Regions from separate parts of the Mus musculus genome. Here region 2 is linked to region 1. Evidence: chromatin contacts called from public Hi-C data. All regions are on one chromosome and are shown on one strand. The core of a region is the stretch at or near the end of the contact, and the rest is flanking DNA. Distances in the headings are between cores, read along the strand shown.

The links. Hi-C and Micro-C count contacts between places; a contact is called where the count stands out from the background.
Region 2: a Hi-C map of bone marrow-derived macrophages shows a contact between it and region 1, with 4 times the contacts expected there. The contact joins two enhancer-like sites. A contact is called at or near these places in 13 of 484 Hi-C or Micro-C datasets (B cells, the C2C12 cell line, the HL-1 cell line and 8 more) and 4 of 115 datasets of contacts at active chromatin or transcription factors (CD8 T cells, astrocytes, memory CD8 T cells and 1 more).

What each region holds. Positions count from the first base shown.
Region 1 is chr8:34,178,651-34,184,603 of GRCm38.p6, forward strand. No RefSeq gene overlaps it. Among named protein-coding and RNA genes, the nearest start is that of Gm33638, 8.4 kb to the left of the region's middle. Within about 2 kb of position 1,426, at least 2 of the 459 cell types and tissues checked have an H3K27ac peak or open chromatin away from gene starts, as enhancers often do. A contact at or near this core is called in bone marrow-derived macrophages, where this site is marked.
Region 2 is chr8:34,590,121-34,596,945 of GRCm38.p6, forward strand. It overlaps B930018H19Rik (RIKEN cDNA B930018H19 gene), which reads right to left. Exons shown (of 5, transcript NR_040706.1): 3 at 5,871-6,329; 4 at 1,638-1,814; 5 at 1-465. Among named protein-coding and RNA genes, the nearest start is that of Gm46068, 8.5 kb to the left of the region's middle. Within about 2 kb of position 2,736, at least 38 of the 459 cell types and tissues checked have an H3K27ac peak or open chromatin away from gene starts, as enhancers often do. A contact at or near this core is called in bone marrow-derived macrophages, where this site is marked.

The sequences.
Region 1 (5,953 bases), core at 176-2,675:
CCTGGCCAGATGAGTGCAGTTTATATCTTCAGTGTATGTGCTGCTTGGGTTTGTAGAATATTGAGATCCATGCCGAAATGTGGACTCAGGACGTGACTGTCGGAAGACCTGCCACCTGGACACAGTCTTCCAACTTTCTGCATGGGTGGGTAACTGAGTCACGATGAAGTCCATCTTTGTCTCAGTAAGACAGCCTCCATGCTCTTCAGGGAATAAATCTAGGGTGAATAGGCAGCCATTGCTTTGGGGGGAGCCCATAACAGGGCTTTAATAAGTGGCTTCAGGAACACCCTTGCTTACAGTCTGTAGAGATCAAAGGTTGCCCAAGAGGGAGGAAGGGGGTTCTCTAGGATATCCAACAGGCTAACAGAAGGAAATGCACCTACGTTTCTCAGAAACCGTTTGGGTTCACGAATGCTGCCTTTGGGATGTTGAGGCACCTTTTACAAGAGGAAGGGGAGGATGGTGTCATGGTTAGGGTTACATCACCAAAAGCAACTCAGCGGAGAAAGGGCTTATTTAGTGTATACTTCCGCAGCACCGTTTATCATTGGAAGAAGCTAGGACCGGAGCTCAAGCAGGGCAGGAACCGGGAGGCAGGAGCTGATGCAGAGCAGGGCAGCACACATGGTGCTGGAACGGTAGCTGAAGGCTAGATCCTGGATTGTAGACTGAGAAAGAGGGAGAGAGGGAAGGAGGGAAGAAGGGAGAGAGAGAGAGAGAGAGAGAGAGAGAGAGAGAGAGAGAGAGAGAGAGAATGTGTGTGTGCAGTTTGTGTGACTGTGAGTCTGTGTGTGTGCTTGTTATGAACACAGGAGAGATTTAGGTTGTTGATATCACTGCTAATAACTGTCTGTCTGTCTGTCTTCCTTTTTTTTTTCTTTCTTGATGTTGCTGGGACCTGAACCCAGGGTCTTGCCTGTGGCAAGCATTTGTTTCAGTACTGAGTCACACACACACATACATTCAGACTTCACTACTCGCTTTTATAGCTATAGTGATTGTCATACATTAATCAATGGGTAGGGCAGTGCCTGGTTTCCATGTTATACAGTTGTTCATAATATCACCTATCGAAAATTGGAGTGCTAGAGAGATGGCTCAGCGGTTAAGGGCACTTTCTGTTCTTGCAGAAGACCCAGGTTCAGTTCCCAACACCTATATGGTGTCTTACAACAATCTGCAACTCCAGTTTCAGGAGATCCAATAACATCTTCTGACTCCTGTGGGCATCAGACATGCATATGGTACACAGTCATGCATGCAAGTAAAACACTCATACACATAAAAGAAAAATAATATGTCTTAAGAAGAAAAAGTTGTGATAAAGCAACTCATGGTAGAAAGAAAACCCACATTTGAAAACGTGTATTTCTTTGAGGCATTGGCTATCCTGGTTTCTAAGCTCATGTTTTTCTTGTGCCACTAGAGGGCAGCAATGGTCCATTTTGCAAAGTAGTACTTCCTACTGCAGGACAGTGTAATCCCTTTAACTACATTTATTTATTTCTATCTTAAACTGTTAATGTACATCAGGTTATGCTGTTGTAGACTTTCTAGGTAGATAATTTTTTTGCAGACTGTTATGAGCGATAAGTTATTTCTTCTAAAGTTACTTTTTATACAAAAAGTTCTCTGACATGGTAATAGGGGTAACATCTGCTATAAATGATGTGTGTTTGTGGTGTGTGCCCGCTTTCTTTAGGCCACATGTTGACACTGAGAGCTATCGTCAATCGATTTCCACTTTAATTTTTGAGGCAGGTTCTCTTACTGAATCTGGGACTTAAGTATTTGGCTAGGTAAGCTGGCCAGTAAAGTCCAGGGCTCCTCCTGCCTTTGCCTCCCCAGCACTGGGACTGAAGGTGGGTACACTTGCGTTTGACTTTTATGCAGGTCTGGGGATCTAGACTTAAGTTCTTTCTTTCTCTCTCTCTCTTTCTTTCTTTCTTTCTTTCTTTCTTTCTTCCTTTCTTAAGATTTATTTATTTATTATATGTAAATACACTGTAGCTGTCTTCAGATGCACCAGAAGACAGCATTAGATCCTATTATGGATGATTGTGAGCCACCATGTGGTTCCTGGGATTTGAACTCAGGACCTTCAGAAGAGCAGTCAGTGCTCTTAACCACTGAGCCATCTTTCCAGCCCCCTAGACTCAGGTTTTCATGCTGTGAGATAAACACTTTATTGACTGAGCCATCTCCCTAATCCCTAGTTTTACACTTTCAGTCATATGGGATCTGACTCTTTCCCAAATATCAAAATATATGTGTATTTGGAGTCTTTCTCAACTCTTCTGTTACTGTCTAAGCTGTCCCCGGTCACTTCAGTCCTGTGTCCTCTGACAGACAACTTGCATGAGTTAGGTCAGGTCATGCTACGCTGCAGCACAAGCCTTCCCATGTCTCCCCAGCTTGGTCACCAGGTGGCTCACACTAAGTGCTCAGTGCTAAATGGGGCATCAATCACTTCTCCAAAGCTCATGGAACCTCAGGAAGAAGGGGCAGAAAGTCTGTCTGAGCCAGAGGATGGGGAGGAGGGATGTGAAACGCTGCTGTAGGGGTGCACACAGCTATTGTACTTTTGAACTCATGATAACTATGGTTACGGGGACATGATCAAGTCAACAAGACCAGCCAGCATCCTGGCAGGCAGCACTTATAGCACTCAATGGTTGTGAAGGGGGATAGGCACACATTGAGAGGGCGTGGGGTGTGTGGGAGAGACTCTGCCGGTTCCTGGAGGAAGTGGGGGGGGGGATAGGGGGTATTTGTGGGGAGGAGGTGTGTAGACTCCTAGGAGGAGTGGATAGGGGGGTGTTATGGGACATATGATAAAGATGCATTGTTTACATGCAGAAGGTTGTGAAAGGATGAAAAAAAATCATGTTCTATTAGAAATTACAACTCTCTATTTACGCCTTAGGTCTTTCTCACCTTATTGGAGTTTTCTCATAACACTACATCTTTATATTGTATTATTCACTGGCATGTAAGATGTGCAAGGCCAGGGTGTTTTATTTTGTTTTTGTCTGTATTGTTCTGTATTCACATCACTCAAATGATTCTTGTCTCACGGTCCGCATTCAGTAAATACATCCTAAATGAATGAGTGGCCAACTAACCACATATCATTTTCCTTTTCCACAACAGCTGACTGCATATTCTGTTTAGGTAGACAAGAGGACGATGTGGATTGCAGATAGGACTTCTGTGGTTCTTCAAAAACCATAAACAGATTGCTAATATTGCTTAGTGTATTGTCATTAGAATTGGAATTATACATACAATGGTAAACCACTGGTTTTCAATGTGTGATATTATGTTCCCTGCAGAGGCAGCAGACCTCTACATTTTGGGTGGACAGAATCAGTTTTGGATGCTGAGACTAATGTCATACATACACAAGAAATATGAAAACCTGTTTTATGACCACAGTGGGGTCTCTAGTGAGACCTGAGACTAGATAGACCGGACCTAGGGGAAAACCAAATCCTTTTGTTCTATTAATGAAACAGCAATATAGTGACTCCTAAGGCAGTCTGCTATATTTGTTGATGTATATTATAAAGCCAAGGATATGTTTTATACAGTGTGGTATGGTGTGGTGGTGGGGGCATCTCTCTCCCGAGGAACCAGCCATATGATGGGTCTAGATAAAATAGAGTTTATTTGGGGAGCATAGGAAGGAGAGTTGAGGAGGGAGTAGAGGTAGACAAAGAGAAGGGACAAGGAAGGAGAGAGAGAGAGAGAGAGAGAGAGAGAGAGAGAGAGAGAGAGAGAGAGAGAGGGAGGAGGGGGAGAGGGAGAGGGAGAGAGAGAGGAACATGTGGAGGAGGGGGGAAGGGGAGAGAGAGAGAAAGGGTCAGAGAGTCAGAGAGCAAAGAAAGGCCAAGCAGCCCTTTTTATAGCAAGCCCGGCCTACCTAGCTGTTGCTAGGTAATTGTTGGGTGGAGCCTAGAAGGAATGCTGACATTCTTCCATTTTGGTTTAGTTAAAAAATGAGAAACTAGGAAGAGGTTGATGGTGAAGCAGGAATAGGGTCATTGTGATCTTTTGCTACTTCCTGCTAACTTTGGGGTGACGTGTCTCTGGAACACCTAAGAAAATGGAGATGGGGATGTTGGTCCAGTCTTAGAAGAGTTGGCTGTTTCCTTGCTGTCCAGGGTCTGTGGGACCATCTGTGGGTAGGGAGGAGCAGGTCCAGTAGAAACATCTGTGTCTCTGAGAGTAGGTTGAGCATCTGTGGGTTGCTTCTCTGGAGCTGTCCTGGATGTAGATGTTGAGTAAGTGCCTGGACTTGGCAAGATGCTGAAACACACATATGTTAGAGGTAGAGAATAAAGTAGGGTTGGGAGAAAAACGTTTCCTTAGGTATACACTTGAAACCATTAGGTCTTGGTGGTTGGGGTGAGGGGAGTCCCAAAACCAGGGAACGGGTGAGGAATCCCACCCTCTGGAATACGTAACAGGTAGAGTACTGGCTGGTTTTGTGTGTCAACTTGACACAAGCTGGAGTTATCACAGAGAAAGGAGCCTCCCTTGAGGAAATGCTTCCATGAGATCCAGCCGTAAGGCATTTTCTCAATTAGTGATCAAGGGTGGGAGGGCTCAGCCCATTGTGGGTGGTGCCATCCCTGGGCTGGTGGTCCTGGGTTCTGTAAGAAAACAAGCTGAGCAAGCCAGGGCAAGCAAGCCAGTAAGTAACATCCCTCCATGGCCTCTGCATCAGCTCCTGCTTCCTGCCCTGTGGGAGTTCCAGTCCTGATCTCCTCTGGTGATGAACAGCAGTGTGGAAGTGTAATCTGAATAAACCCTTTCCTCCCCAACTTGCTTCTTGGTCATGATATTTTTGTGCAGGACTACAAGCCCTGACTAAGACAGGTAGGAAGGTAGATTATTGACTGGCAGGTATACTTATCTGGAGGGAGTCGATTTGGTCCATGAGAGGTGGATCTGAGTGTGTTTCCTGGAGCTTATAAGTTTCTAAAAGAGATAAACTTGTTAACAGTATGGATGGTCTTTGAGTTGAGCTCAGGGAAGACAAAAACCTTTCATGGAGCAGAAGGAGCAAGAGAGGCTGTTCCCTCTGGTCAGAAGACTCAATGTATATTAGTTTAGTAATGAAAGAAGCATTACTAAGGGGGGGGACTTATGGGATAGCATTGGAAATGTAATTGAAGAAAATACGTAATAAAAAAAGAAGCATTACTAAGTTTATAGTTGATAAATAATCAAAGGAAACTAAAACATTGTGATGACCTTGTGAATATGAGAGTTGATCAGATAGTTTAGCACGAGAGACACCTTAAGTCTACAGTTAAAAGGCAACCAAAGGGAACTTAAATTTGTAACTGTGATGGCTGATGGCGTAGGTTTAGCATGAGAAGCACTTTAAGTCTATAGTTAGAAGACAACCGAAGGAAACTTAAAATCTGAACTTGTGATTATAAAAGTGGGTCGTACACTGAACTGTTTTATTAGGGTTGGGCTGATTTATAAGAACTCTATTGATAAATGTTAGGGTTTTGAACTTTTGAAGTCTCAATATAATAGTGGCATAGTAAGGAGAAGAAATATGAAGGAAGCATTTAGTCATTGGAAACTGAGTTAGATAAGGAAGTAGTAGAAGGTTACATCATCTGAACTTGGTTATCCCTTCTTGTGAAGCCTGTGAGCAAGGCAAACCTGTCTGCCTTTTTGATAAGAGATCTGGTAGTCTTACCTAGTTAATGTATTGGCTAATGAGCTAATAAGGTGCTGGATTACCATGCGGTAAGGAGCTAGAGGTCTGTTTTCTAGCTATCAAGCTGCAATTAGCTTAGCTGCCAATGTAATCAGAAATCTGGGAAGAATAAGTTATAATCTAGATGTCATATATAAATTAAAATGACAGAGGTTGGTCTCTAGTCCACTACATACACAGTTCTCCCAGGGCCCTGTGGTCTCC
Region 2 (6,825 bases), core at 1,486-3,985, 410 kb after region 1:
CTGCTCCAGCTCAATACACAGCGGATGGGGAAATGTAGGCCAGTCATGTGACAAGGGAGGAGGAAGGAGTTCGTAAAGCATGGACCACATGTTTATCCATGTGAAAACCCCTAAGGAGGAGCTGCAGCGGGTCTTGGGATTCAATCCATCACCTCCTCCTGGTGGCACAAATCAGGGACATTTGGACAAGATGAATACCAGATGCAATAGACAACCTGGAGACTGCAGAGGATGCTGTGAAGGACCGAAAGCAGCCAATGGCAGCAGAACGTAGAAGAAAAGATTGAAAAAAGAATGGTAGAGTTGGAGGAAATGATCAGCTGCAGGAGAACAAAAGGATGCCCAGGTAACTTACTAAATCAAGTTCATTGCAGCGTCTGTGAAGGAGGAACTGAGGGCCAACACTAGACTGAAGGACCCAGTCTCTTGGAAGGAAGGGAGAGAGGGTGAGGTACCACCTCTGTCCTGCAAAACAAAAAGCATGAATTTCTGTGAAAGAGACTCACTCTAAACCATCTCAACTTTCTTAGAGTGACTGTGACCTCCATCTATAGGGCCATGGCCCACTGTCCCCAGATGGTAAGTTGACATGTCTTGGAGGTCTATATTAATAAACTAGTGTCATTCTAACCTCAGGTTGGCCTTAGCCATTTTAGATATCAGGGAACCAAAACTATATTTCAACAGAAGTTTCAGAGGCTCGGCTCCTTCTTTGAGCATGAAATCTAGTGCAGCCTCCTTTACTTGTATTTAACACAGAGTCTCCATTTGATAGGTATCTGTAATGAATGTTGATTCGTGAATCTAAATGACCTACAGTTCACTCTTAAACTACACTTAATAAATGGTTACATTGGGTGGTAGGTCTTAATGCTGTCTGGTCTGTTTTCCATAACAAAATCCCCACCCACAGCCCTATACACACACAGCCCCTCCTGGAGAGGGCATCTTTCTCCCCTGGGTCCAGTGACTAATGTTTGATTCAGATGTACTCTTCATTTGAGTGTCATTTTTTCCTCCTAGCACATCCACCCATTCTTTTTCTCCCCACATCAACCTGGGGAGGTGACTCATCTACAGTTTGCTATGGCCCGGCTCCTCTCACCTCCACACCTCCACCCCTGCAAGATTGTCTGAGATGAGAGTGAGCAATAGAGAAGGAACTCATAGCAAGAATGATGGAGCTCCAAGCCAAATATCTAGGAAGAAAGGCCCAGCCCTGGGACCGGATGAGGGCATTAGAAGGTAATGGGGTCTGTGAGGAGAAATAGACAGTGTCATGAACAGTGTGAGAAGAGCCAAGCCCGGGAGGGCTACCACAACCTGGCTGAACCCTGAGTCCACTGGGTACCCAGACACTCCCTAAGTCCCTGTTAGGGCCTCCTGTTACCCACAGCTCCCTAGTAGGCTCAGTTCCATGATTCATCAGGTGTGTTCCCACGGTGGCTCCGAGGGCTAGGACAAAGGGCAAACTGAAGGCAGAATGTTTGAGCGTTGCCCTGTAGGATGACTTGGCTGCAGAAATCACACAAAGGTGGCTTAGGAGTCATGGTTACAGGAGAGATTCACAGGCTGCCAGGGATCTAGTATGACCTGCCCCACGAGAGAGCACATCACCCGAGGCTACACCCGCTTACCAAGATAGAAGGTTGAGCGGTGTGGCAGCTCTCCAGTCTTGTATTTGCTAGGCTTCTTCATGGAACAAAATTTGTACTTTGAAATGGAGGGACCAGGGATTTTCTTCAACAGGGCAAATAATTGAACAGCATTGAGTCAAATTCTGCAATGCTAGGAAAAATCTACACACTCCAGGGCTGGAAAGAATGTTCGAGATGAGAAAACAGGGTTAATACCAACTAGCAGAGACAGCTCCATAAGTCACGCTTCTACCTCCAGTTTCTGTTCCTGATACCCTGGATCCAACTTTCTGCAAATAAAAAGGATCATGTTGGCCAGGAAATTTCTATACTGAGAATAAGAAAAAGAAATATCTACTACTGTTGTGTGGCTCCTACGCCGGTGCAGGCAACCATCAGTTTGCAGAAAGACAGACTATCCTTGCTTCCCACTGGTCACAAGCAAACCTATCCAAGTCCATATTTCCTCTGTAGGATCACCTCTTATTCCGATCCCTTTGTATCCTGAGCACTAAGCAGCCAGTGGCCATGATCTATCTTAAACATGAACATTCACTAAGATATACACCGAGGAAAGAAACCCACTGGAGCCCTTTCCATGTGACTAACTTCTTTCCTGCTACACCTTCTGGGAAGTACCTCTTGTCTCTTCCTCAGCACCTCTCCCAGTTAGAGAAAATGCTGTGGAATGAGCTACTGGCATCAGACAGACAGACAGACAGACAGACATCACTCGCTGGCTACTCAATGTGAGCAGGTTGGCTAGCCTCTGTCTCAGTATCTCCCTTTCTGAATTGAGATGGGCAGTGTCTATCTTTTTTAATCTTTGTGAGAATGAAATAAAATAGCGCATGCATGTCATAGACTCCATAGACAGAGGTAGAACTCAATAAATACCCATTCCGTTCTCTGGCTGCTTACTCTACATCTGTTCTAGCATCTGTTTTCTGACCTCAGTGTCAGCTGTGTCTTCCCAAGTCGCACTGTTCTACCTCTGAGACATCACACCACAGACATTCACCATATGATGAGTACGTTATGCGTGTTTACTTCCTAGTTGCAAGAAGCCCACTGTTCTGGCTGGTTTTGTGGCAACTTGACACGAGCCAGAGTCATTGAGAGAAGAAGGAACCTCAATTAAGGAAACGTCTCCATGAGATCCGGCTGTAAGGCATTTTCTCAATTAGTCATCAATGGGGAAGGACCTAGCTCATAGTTAATGGTGCCATCTCTGGACTGGTGGTCCTGAGTTCTATAAGAAAGCAGGCTGAGCAAGCCATGGGAAGCAAGCCAGTAAGCAGCACCCCTCCATGGCTTCTGCATCAGCTCCTGCCTCCAGGATTCTGCCATATTTGAGTTCCTTCCTTGACTTCCCTCAATAATGAACAACAATGTGGAAGCATTAGCCAAATAAATCCCTTTCTCCCCAACTTGCTTTTTGGTCATGGTTTTCATCACACCAAGAGTAACCCTAACAAAGACACCCAGGGACTCACAGTTTCTGTGTTTCTCTCCAAAATAGCAAGAATCCAAGCAGGATCACCTTAAATCACCATTCGTACTGATGGACTCCTTTATTTGTAAGGCCAAATGGAGAGGGTTGGGGAGGTAGGCTTTCCTGAATCCCATACTCATCTCAAGCAGCAGTAAAGTCCCTTGACAGTCAGGAAAAACTCTGGACTTTTCTGGGGACCCAAAGGGACATGCTCAGTTCCTCTAATAATATAACAGGTTGTGAGTTCTAGGGATGGCTGCAGAAGTCACTCTCCTTACGAAGTGAACTTAGCATCCTTCGTCAAGAGATGCTCTGTCCTCAATGGGGAATGGGCAAGATGGGTTGATACCAAGAAGGGAGCAGTAAGGCAGACATTATTCAAAGGGTTCCAGATCCCTTGGCCTTCATCCCTCCATTTCTCAGTGCTTTTTCACATAAGGAGACCAGCAAGAAGGGTAAGATGCTTGACCCTAGGGACACAGTGGAATTAGAGTAATGAAAATGGGGATACAGGCAGACCTGCTTGTGTTCTGCAGTGGGCCTCTGACCGTGGCAGCCATGGTCTTCTGTGACCGTCAAGGCTGAGTCAACAAAGGTGCCACAGCTTTGATCCAGTTTTCTTTTAGGACTGACATTTTTGCTGTTACAGTATGGAGATGTTCTGAATCTCAGTCAAAGAAATCTAGAAGCAGGACTGGTACCAGGGCAATGTCCTTGAGAGGAGAGGCTGGGTGTGCCCATGCTGATTCTCAACTCATGGAGTCTAGCCCCTTGCCCATTAGCAGTTTGGTCAACCTCCAGGTCACCTGACCACACTCTCTATAAGGCACAATACTGAATAAGTGAGAAGTGACCCACACTCTTGGACAATGTTCCTGTTTTTGCTACCCCTACTGGCCAGTGCCCTGTAGCAAGGAGAATGTTATCTTGATGACAGATCCTCCCACCTGCATTGCCAAGAATCCTGCTGGCCTGGGAGACAGTGAAGAACCTCTGCCCTTGCTCTGACCTATGTTCTCACTACAGACATATGTCCCCAGGAAAGGGGAGAGAGAAAAAGTGGTTCTTCATCATAGACCAGCATTTATGTCTCAGCAGAGCCCTGTGACATTCCAGCACAGTGACAGACAGCAGCAGAAATGAGCTCATAAGGCCAGGATCTGCTGCTGGTCTGCTCTGTATTCTGTGCTAAGGAGAAGACAAGGGGGTCCTAGTCTGCTATCAGGACACAGACACAACAACAGAGTCAGACATACATGGTGGGCATATTTATTCTGTCTAAAGCACAAGTGAAAAAAATAAAGTAGAAAGAGACATCTTACCAAGGACCCATGACTGGCAAAGGACAGACCAAGATTTGAAATGGGCTCCTCTTGGTCCCGTTGACCAAGTTGTCCTGGATAATGTCACTGAAAGAGGGGTAGAGGACACCAGAGATACCGTCCGCATCTGGTTCTCATATTGGCCAGATCCCTTAGAGACCACCAGTGCTTAGTGAAGACGAGGAGTGTCTGATTTACAAGGTCTGACATGATGGAAGCAGTTGGACTTTTCTTCCTCTGAGACTGGAGGGTTTCTGTGGCTACACACTGGCCTGATTCATACTAACCACCTGGTTCATACAATACTTTAGGACAAAAGAAACTAAGAAGATTTAAGAAAAAGACCAGAATTGCATAGATGGTTCGTGTCCCATGGTCATGCTAGCCACAGAAGAGACCCTGATTTTGTCAGCTCGCCCCACCTACCACCCTATGAACCTCTCCCAAGAGGAGTCCTACATAAGGAGCCCTGCAAACATTTATTTTCCAGCACTGGCTCTGTAGTAAAGCTGAAACCCATCATCTAAAGATACCCATTTGTTGTCTATCTGGTCCAAGTCTACTGAGTCCACAGGTATGGATCATGGAGACAGACATCATCACCACATCTATGATGTGATGGACTCTAGGGGACCTTTCCTCCACCATCCTGCTTCACCACAGGTCTTAAGTTGCCAGGGTTTGATTTGCTCTTGGAACATCCAAGAAGGCCCTGAACTTCAGAAAGCTTCCTCGGAAATAATAGGGTATAAGATTTGCAGACAGAACCGTTGTTCTTCAACAGATTCAAACTTTAAAGCACTGAGTCAGAGAACAGCCGAGAACATGTAGAGAAGGTGGGCAAGAAGACGGAAGGGTGAAGTCTAAGTGTCCTAAGGGAGGCAGAAGCGGATGGGAAGTGGGTTTCTGGGGATGGGAGGTAGACAGAGGCTAACAAAAACAAACTCTCTCTCATATACTTGGACCTTGCCCTAGCTGGAATCAACACCTCTCCTCACGCCAGCTACAAAGCCAAAAGGGGCACTTACATACTGCTGCAGTTTGGATCTTCAGTGTCCCTTGAGGTCCATGTGTTGAAGGCCTAGTCATCAGCTGGGCACTACTGGAAGCTGGTGAAGGCCAGCGGGAGATCTTTAAGTTGTTAAGAGAGAGTTGTAGAAGAGGACAATGGGGTGTTCAGCTCTCTCCTTCTCCATGTCTCAGCTGTGAGGTGAACATTCCGAACCCTCTCTCTATAAGCTGGTCACCTTAGATGCCCATCACACTCACAGAAAGATGAACTCCACACATATAACACACTTATGACACTACCAGTCCCTCTGACACTAGACAGGTCGGAAGAACTGATAGGGAACACTGACTGGTGGGACCCCCCCCATACCAGCTAGCACTTGGCAGTGGAAGATGGAGGCTTACCTGGGGGCAGGGAGAAACACATGGGATCTTATTAGAAGTAGCAGCAGCATGGTTACTGTTAACTGAATGTTTGCTGATTCTCTAGCAATGAATCCCCTTGGACAGACATAGTACCCATCCATGTAACATAGACTTCTTGCTACAGTGGTTGGTATTGGGGATTTCTTTGAAGAATATGTATCCCTGGGGACAGGCCAGCTTCAAGGGTTGTGTTGCTTTGTTTTGTTCCTAATACAAAACTTGAAGTGATTCCATATCATCCGCGCCTCACACGCTGGTAGTTGTGACCCAATGATAAAACATCCCCAACTGCAGGCATGGGGTGGGTATTCAGCTCTTCGTGGGAAGGCCCGTCTTCCTCACAAGCACTTGATGTTAATTTTCCAGAGTCATATCCTCCCACTGTCTGTGAAGAATGAGAAAAGGAAAACCAGCCACCATGCCGTGATTTTAATTTCTCTGTTTAAAAGAAAAAGAAAAAAAAATCCACTTGAATACACAGCTCTGAAGACAGCATCATGTTGTACCTCATGCACCTCAGAATGAAATTGTCTCCATCATCTGAGGTAAATGTTTAAAGGATGTACCACTTAAAGGATGGTAGATTGCATCATCTCCAAAGATGCCCCCAAAGATTTGGACTAATAGCCTACCATCCTCATCTTTATCAGAACCCTAAGAGGGTAAAGATGAGGATAACTTGGGGGAAATCATCTCATCCCGAGGACCAGACAGAGATGCTCACAGGAGACAGATAAAGGCATAAGTGATTCAAGCCCAGATGGGGCCTCTTGTGACTCAGAGTTTGTTATTCATCCAAGAAATAAATTTCAAACAGTTGAAGACTTTGGGCAGCTGAGTTCCACATCCCTTGTCCTTTCGTTTTCCTAGAGTGTCCATAACAAATGGCCTCGAACTCGGTGGCTTCAAGCAATGGAAATTTATTCTTTCCTAG